Regions from separate parts of the Callithrix jacchus genome. Here region 1 is linked to region 2. A link is a contact called in public Hi-C data. All regions are on one chromosome and are shown on one strand. The core of a region is the stretch at or near the end of the contact, and the rest is flanking DNA. Distances in the headings are between cores, read along the strand shown. Region 1 overlaps LOC118155226. Region 2 has its middle 71 kb from the start of KLF6.

Region 1 (2,858 bases), core at 298-2,797, 46 kb before region 2:
AGGGGTCTCCTGTGACCCCGAATCTCATGGGTTTGTGTCCTCGAACCATGTCATAAAGAGGGGCCAGCACGGGACCTTCTGGCTGTGGCACACACACGTGTTAACCTACAAGGCTCACTTCTGGCCCATAAGGGTCAGTGTGTTTTGTATTAATCACGCAGTGATCTGAAGGGGAAAACAGAGCGACTCTCCCTGCCAGTGACAGGACAGCCCAGGAGCAAGGGCAGGCTTCTTTCCAGGTGTGGCGATTCTCCGTGGCCTTGGTCATAGTCTGGAGATGATTGCAGAGTGAGTCTTGGGGATGTTGCTTGTGAGAACTGGAGAGGTGTGTGTCACTAACAGAACCTGCCAGGCCCACGCTGGGGTGAACGGGCCTTACAGGAAATGCACTCACAGGTGAGACAACCTTTGGCATCAGCTCCAAACTTTCAGTTCAGAGAACGGTGAGTTCTCGGTACAGGGAGTGGAAGCTGATGTCATCGAAAAGATATTGCCTTGCTTTGAAATCACCAAGTGTGGTCAAAGTTCTCCAGCATATCCACACAGATGAAAAATGTGACTCTGAATCACTATGGGCAGCTTTTTGATAAACAGATATTAAAAAAAAAAAAAAGCCTCATGTGTGGTTTTTCTGAGAATACTACACAGCTTCTATATGTACATTTTGATCCTATTTTCACTTACAACTTTCTCATAAGATTTTGTTAGGAGTGAAAAGCCACAATTAGCTCTAGGCCAAGAGTGAATAATTTCAACAGCCGCTCTAAGATGGTTTATATTTTTGGAGCCATATATGGGTGAAAGTAACGATTTCAACAGGACAAAGAAAAGAAAAGTTTTTGCACACAACAGAATAAAAAAGGTTCAAACTTCCATATGTGAAAAAGTTCAGATTCCCAAGGCTTGCTGAACACAGCTCCAGGGAGCTTTAAAACTTGCTTTCAGTAAAAACGTATTTGAAATGAAATGCTTTACTAACTTTCTGGGCTAAATCAGGAAACTACTTTCACTAATTAATATTAAACAGTTGGCGAGCACAGCACTTCCGGATGTGTTCCTTCTTCATAACTGAAAACTAGTGACATTTTAATTGAATTCTGATGATAATCTTAATAGCATCACTCTACATTGATTCCTTAAAGCAATTTTATATTGCAAATTGTCTTTGCATTCCTTTTAGGTTAGTTACATAACTTGCTTTGCTCAAAGGGTAAAATTAAAGTCTTACTAATGTCAAATGGTTTTGCTTTTCCAGTGTAAACATAGATATGTTAAGGAATGCATAGCAAGTTATCTTATTTTAATAGAGACTCATCAATGTTAGTTATTTAGTGTCTCTCAATAGTATCTCTGGCAAACCACACATGGCCTTCCTCATAGAACTGGGAACGGGCATTGAAATGAATTTCTAAATTATGGCATTTCCTGGCATGCTGGCAGTTGGCTTAATCATCTAAACTGTCAGCTCACACCCTTGACAGCCAGCTCAGGAGCTGGGGAGAGTCCAAATTTGGTGTTTTGAAGGAGCTTACAAGGGTCTCTAGCACTTAATGACTACCTTGAAAGTCATCGATTTCAAAAAGAACATTCCACTGTGGAAGAGCAGCCAAGAGAAGCAAACCTCAGGCAAACACAGTCTGTAACAGAAACAGAAACTCCTAGCAAGAAAATACCATGACCAGCAGTCACAGAGCCAGACAAACTGAGTGACCTCGGCATGCAGAACTGGGTGAGGAGCATGGCCTCATGAGAGAGTTGTTGTTATCATTATTATTAAAGAATTGAAAAGCATCGTCTGAAGTGGTGCTGTCACGGTTAGTTTCGAGGTGGCTTGCTAACTTGCAGGGGCTGGGTAGAAAGCCATGCTGTAAAAGGCATAGGTGCAGCTGACGTAGAACCTTTCCCTGAGGATGAGATGCCCACACATTTCAGGACTCATATACTAGGACATTTTGGGTGCAGAGAAACACTGCACCATTCAGCACTCAGCTACTGTCTCTCTGCCATCAATTTTGTCAAATGTCAAAAAATCATCTATTCAGAGACACCTGTGTGGAAGAGAGGAGTGGACTCTGAGAATTTAGGAGTCAGTTTCCTAATTCAGCTCATCACCCTGTTACTCAGGACCACTTCTGCCTGCCTAGCGGGGAGAAGCTTCAAAGTGCCGGTGTGGGCAGCATTGGGTGGTGCTGGAGGAAATGGCTTGGCTGCAGTTCCCGTGAAAATCTAGGGATTACATCTAGGTAGTCTTTCACCACAGCCCTCCTTCTGCCATCCACACAACAGTGTTCTTGGTGACCCAAGCTGTTCTTCACTGAGTCCTCACCTCATCTTCTCTGCTGACATTTCCCCTAGTTGTGGTGGCCATGCCCACCAGAGAGCCGCTCCCTCTAAGGTGATCCTCCCCCATCTCCTGGCCTCACAGGCATGGCTGCTCCAGAGACCACGATGCATTTCCTCCTCTAAGTCACGTGGGATGCATCCAAGGGCTCCTGGAGGCTCAGCTGTCATTAAAAGAGTGCAACTTACAGACCACACACTTCCTTGTAAAAAAAAAAAAAGAAAAAAAAGAAAAAGAAGAGAAGAGAAGAAAAGAAAACTCTCCTTATAGTCTTCAAATTGTAGAAGGAGGCAAGAGTTAAAAAAAAATTCCTGGAAATGTGAGTTCTTCTCCTTAATGTAGAAATAACCCGTGCTGAAATTCCAGGCACCAAGGCCATTGGCTTGAGCCTTCTTAGTCAATATGTATGACAGACTTTTGAGAGCCTCATTCACTTGTTTATGACAATAATAACTAGAAGACAGTATTAAGCATCTCAAATCCCAAAGTGAATAAAATGCTGAATGAAATAAAAAAT
Region 2 (3,066 bases), core at 429-2,928:
CCATTTCAAAGAAACGTAACTTTTTCACATGATACCAAACTTTTCCCACAAGAAACACTCCCTGCCCTGCCCCAGTATCCAACTTACCAACAAAGCTATCCCAAGTAAGTAGTTTCATCAGTTTAATTAGACATACTTTCTTCATCTTTGGCTGGGTTTTACCAAAGTGAGTGATTCAATTTCTTAGGAGAGATTGCTGCAGATGAAGAGGGGAATTTCTTTCACACTTGCTCGATTCAGACCAATAGCAGAGCTAGGTAAGCAGCGACCTCACCCTCAGTCATACAGCTTTGCCGACATTACAAAGAAAGGTATCCACACGGATTCAAGGTGGCTGTCAGCTTACTCAGTCCATCGTTTTGACTTTGGAGTGTTTCACCTTAGAGAGCTAACTCTGAGGAAACTGAAAACCTTTGTTTCCACTTTTTATTTTCTAACCAGAAAAGCAATGCCTCTCCTTAAATAGATGTAAAAGAATGGGAGGAAGATAGTAAGGTATGCATGTGTCCCACCAGCTATATGGACACAGTATTTATAGTTCTCCTTGATTTGGAAACACCTTTAGGATCTTTGCAGTAAACTTTTTGGTAAGTTTTAGGTGACGGTAGATGAGAGCGCTTTCTTTTCAATCCGTTCTGAGAACCTGATATTCTTGAATGGTTCTTTAAGCCCAAAATATTTCAGTTGAGTTAAACTTTAACCAACCCAGGTGATGACTGTATATGCAACAAAACCTCGCGGAACGCTTTGCATCAACAAATCCCACAAACCCCAAATTCCTGGAGCATGTGTTATGTTCGTGTTCCAACACAGCCCTGAGATGTCTTCTCACCCTGAGTATCTCAGACACATTCTTCTTATTTGAAAGCTTCACGTGTTACTAAACAACCTCTAGCATATCTCAACTATGTCAGAGATACATCGAGAAGACATGACATCATGGAGCTGATTCTGTTCTTTCGGCTTTGTGTTTAGCTAATGCCCAGCGGAGCGGTGAGTCATGCAGTCCTGTGACCAGCCAGGCGCGTTTCCAATCAGAGCCTGTTAAGATCTTTGACAACAGAACCTGTAGCTGTTTGAAGAGGAGGTTTCAATAGTGACCTGTACCCTTGGTAATAACAGGCTTTCTGTGTAACAAAATGTGTTCTCTGCCTACTGAATAACAAAACACCAATGATGAGGTAACGCTTAGTAAAGCTGACTCATTTCCTCCTTTACAGATGAAAGTTGTCCAAGAACTGACGGTCTCCCAGGGAAATTCTCCTTCAGGTCGTTGTGTGAGTCTGTTTAAAGCACCGTGGACTGTAACACTGGCTTGTCAGTTATTAGGTATATTAACAAGTACACTTTATTACGAAACAGTGTCACATATTTAAAGCCCAGTCCAGTTTTGTCTTGGAATATGTGAGAACTGCTGATTTCAGATACTATTCAGAAGAAAGAGCTTGACTTGTAGGATCAGGTATCCAGGAGATTGAAATTTCTAATTTACTAAAATGTGGAATTCTTATTTGCTTTCATTTTTATTTTCAGCCAAGCAAGGTTTAGTGAGTCTGCAGCTGTCACCCCCAGCATCTCTGTAGGATGGCCTGGTACCCTCCTCACCAGGCCTGCAGGAAGGTGGTAGTGTGGCTTGGGAAGGCTGGGTGGCGGGAGCTCAGAGGGGCGGCAGTGCTCCCACCATGCTGCGGCGGCTCAGCTGCCCAGGCTCTGGGGTTTCCAGCTATGTCATGTCCGCTTGAACTGACTCAGCAGACAGTGCCCTCCTGGAGAACGAACTGCTCTACTTCTCTGAACAGACTGCTCTATTCTCTGAAGCCTTCAGAGAAACGTGATGGAAAACCAGGAGGCCTCGCCTCCTGGTCCAGAGAGATGGAAAATCAAGAGGCCCCTGCCTTCTGGGCTTGCCGTAACCTCCTGTGCTTTGCAGCCAGGCCACTTTTGTAGACGCACTCCTCAAGGCTAGTCAGGAGACATTTATTTTTAAATATAGGGAGCCAAATATGTGGAGAGAAAAGCCACGTGATGCACTCCTCTGCTCGTCTGCGAAGTCATAGCTGGTTTTCTAGGCCTGATTTTCACAGGACTTTCCAAAGACAAAAAGAGGCTCCTCTGCATAGGACGTCCTCGTTCACCTTCCTCCGTAATGCCAGCCTTGCCCTAGGCAGCCCTAGGCTGTCCCCTTTCTCTGCTTGCTATGCCCACCTCAGGGTTCTCCTGTCATTTTCACGGCTGTACCATGCTTTTTGTTGTTAGGAAATCACACGTTGTGAAACACATTTAAAAATAACCCAGGCCTTTCCACTGCTTGGGTAGGGCCGCTTGCTTGTTCGGGGTTGCCAGTGGGAATGAGACCACGTGTGATCACCTCTAAGCCTGCCTGCTTGCTCTGAGGAAACGTTTTATTGAACAGTCACAGACTGCATTCCAGAACGTTGGCCAAACACATTGCAAACGCGTGCCCTTGGGCCCTGGCGCCGCCCACTCCCCTCCTGGGGACTGAGATCTCCTTGCAGAATGCCTGTGTCGGCTTCAGCCAATAACGTTTTTTTAGGAGTGGTTATGGCCCCCTCTTGGGTTCCTGATAAAAGCCCATTGTCATTTTTAGCTTTTGGAAATCCACAGGGCTCTAATTTTGTAAAAGGTGCTTTCCACACCTTATAATCTATTCTCCCAGGGAAGTTTAATCTGAATACTGTGTTGCAGGGTGGAGGTTGGGGGTAATTATTAATACATGTGGGCCCAGAATAGATTGGTCCCATTGTATTTCTCCCTTTTCACCCTAACAAATTAGCGACCCGATGGTACTGATCTCTATTCGGGGTCTGCAAGTCTCAGCCTCGCCTTATCCTTCACCAGCGGGTACAGCAGCCAGGACTGATGGTGCATGTGCCCCTATTTTCCTCCCAGCCTCCCTGTTCCCCTCTCTGTCTCTCACTGATGTGTGTATAAAGTGGGCAGATCTGTAGATCTGCTTTGTATAGCAGGCTTCTATATAAGAGTTCATTTGAAAATGAAGAGACGTACAAAGGCTTTTCTGCTTTTTTTTTTGAGACAGGGTGTCAC

Evidence for each region. Hi-C and Micro-C count contacts between places; a contact is called where the count stands out from the background.
Region 1: a contact with region 2 is called in a Hi-C map of skeletal muscle, with 2.2 times the contacts expected there. The contact joins two enhancer-like sites. A contact is called at or near these places in 3 of 3 Hi-C or Micro-C datasets (induced pluripotent stem cells and skeletal muscle).

Annotation. Positions count from the first base shown.
Region 1 is chr7:9,668,805-9,671,662 of calJac240_pri, reverse strand. LOC118155226 reads left to right here. Exons shown (of 6, transcript XM_035306677.3): 6 at 1-2,858. Among named protein-coding and RNA genes, the nearest start is that of KLF6, 25 kb to the left of the region's middle. Within about 2 kb of position 1,547, at least 8 of the 16 cell types and tissues checked have an H3K27ac peak or open chromatin away from gene starts, as enhancers often do. A contact at or near this core is called in skeletal muscle, where this site is marked.
Region 2 is chr7:9,622,708-9,625,773 of calJac240_pri, reverse strand. No RefSeq gene overlaps it. Among named protein-coding and RNA genes, the nearest start is that of KLF6, 71 kb to the left of the region's middle. Within about 2 kb of position 1,678, at least 8 of the 16 cell types and tissues checked have an H3K27ac peak or open chromatin away from gene starts, as enhancers often do. A contact at or near this core is called in skeletal muscle, where this site is marked.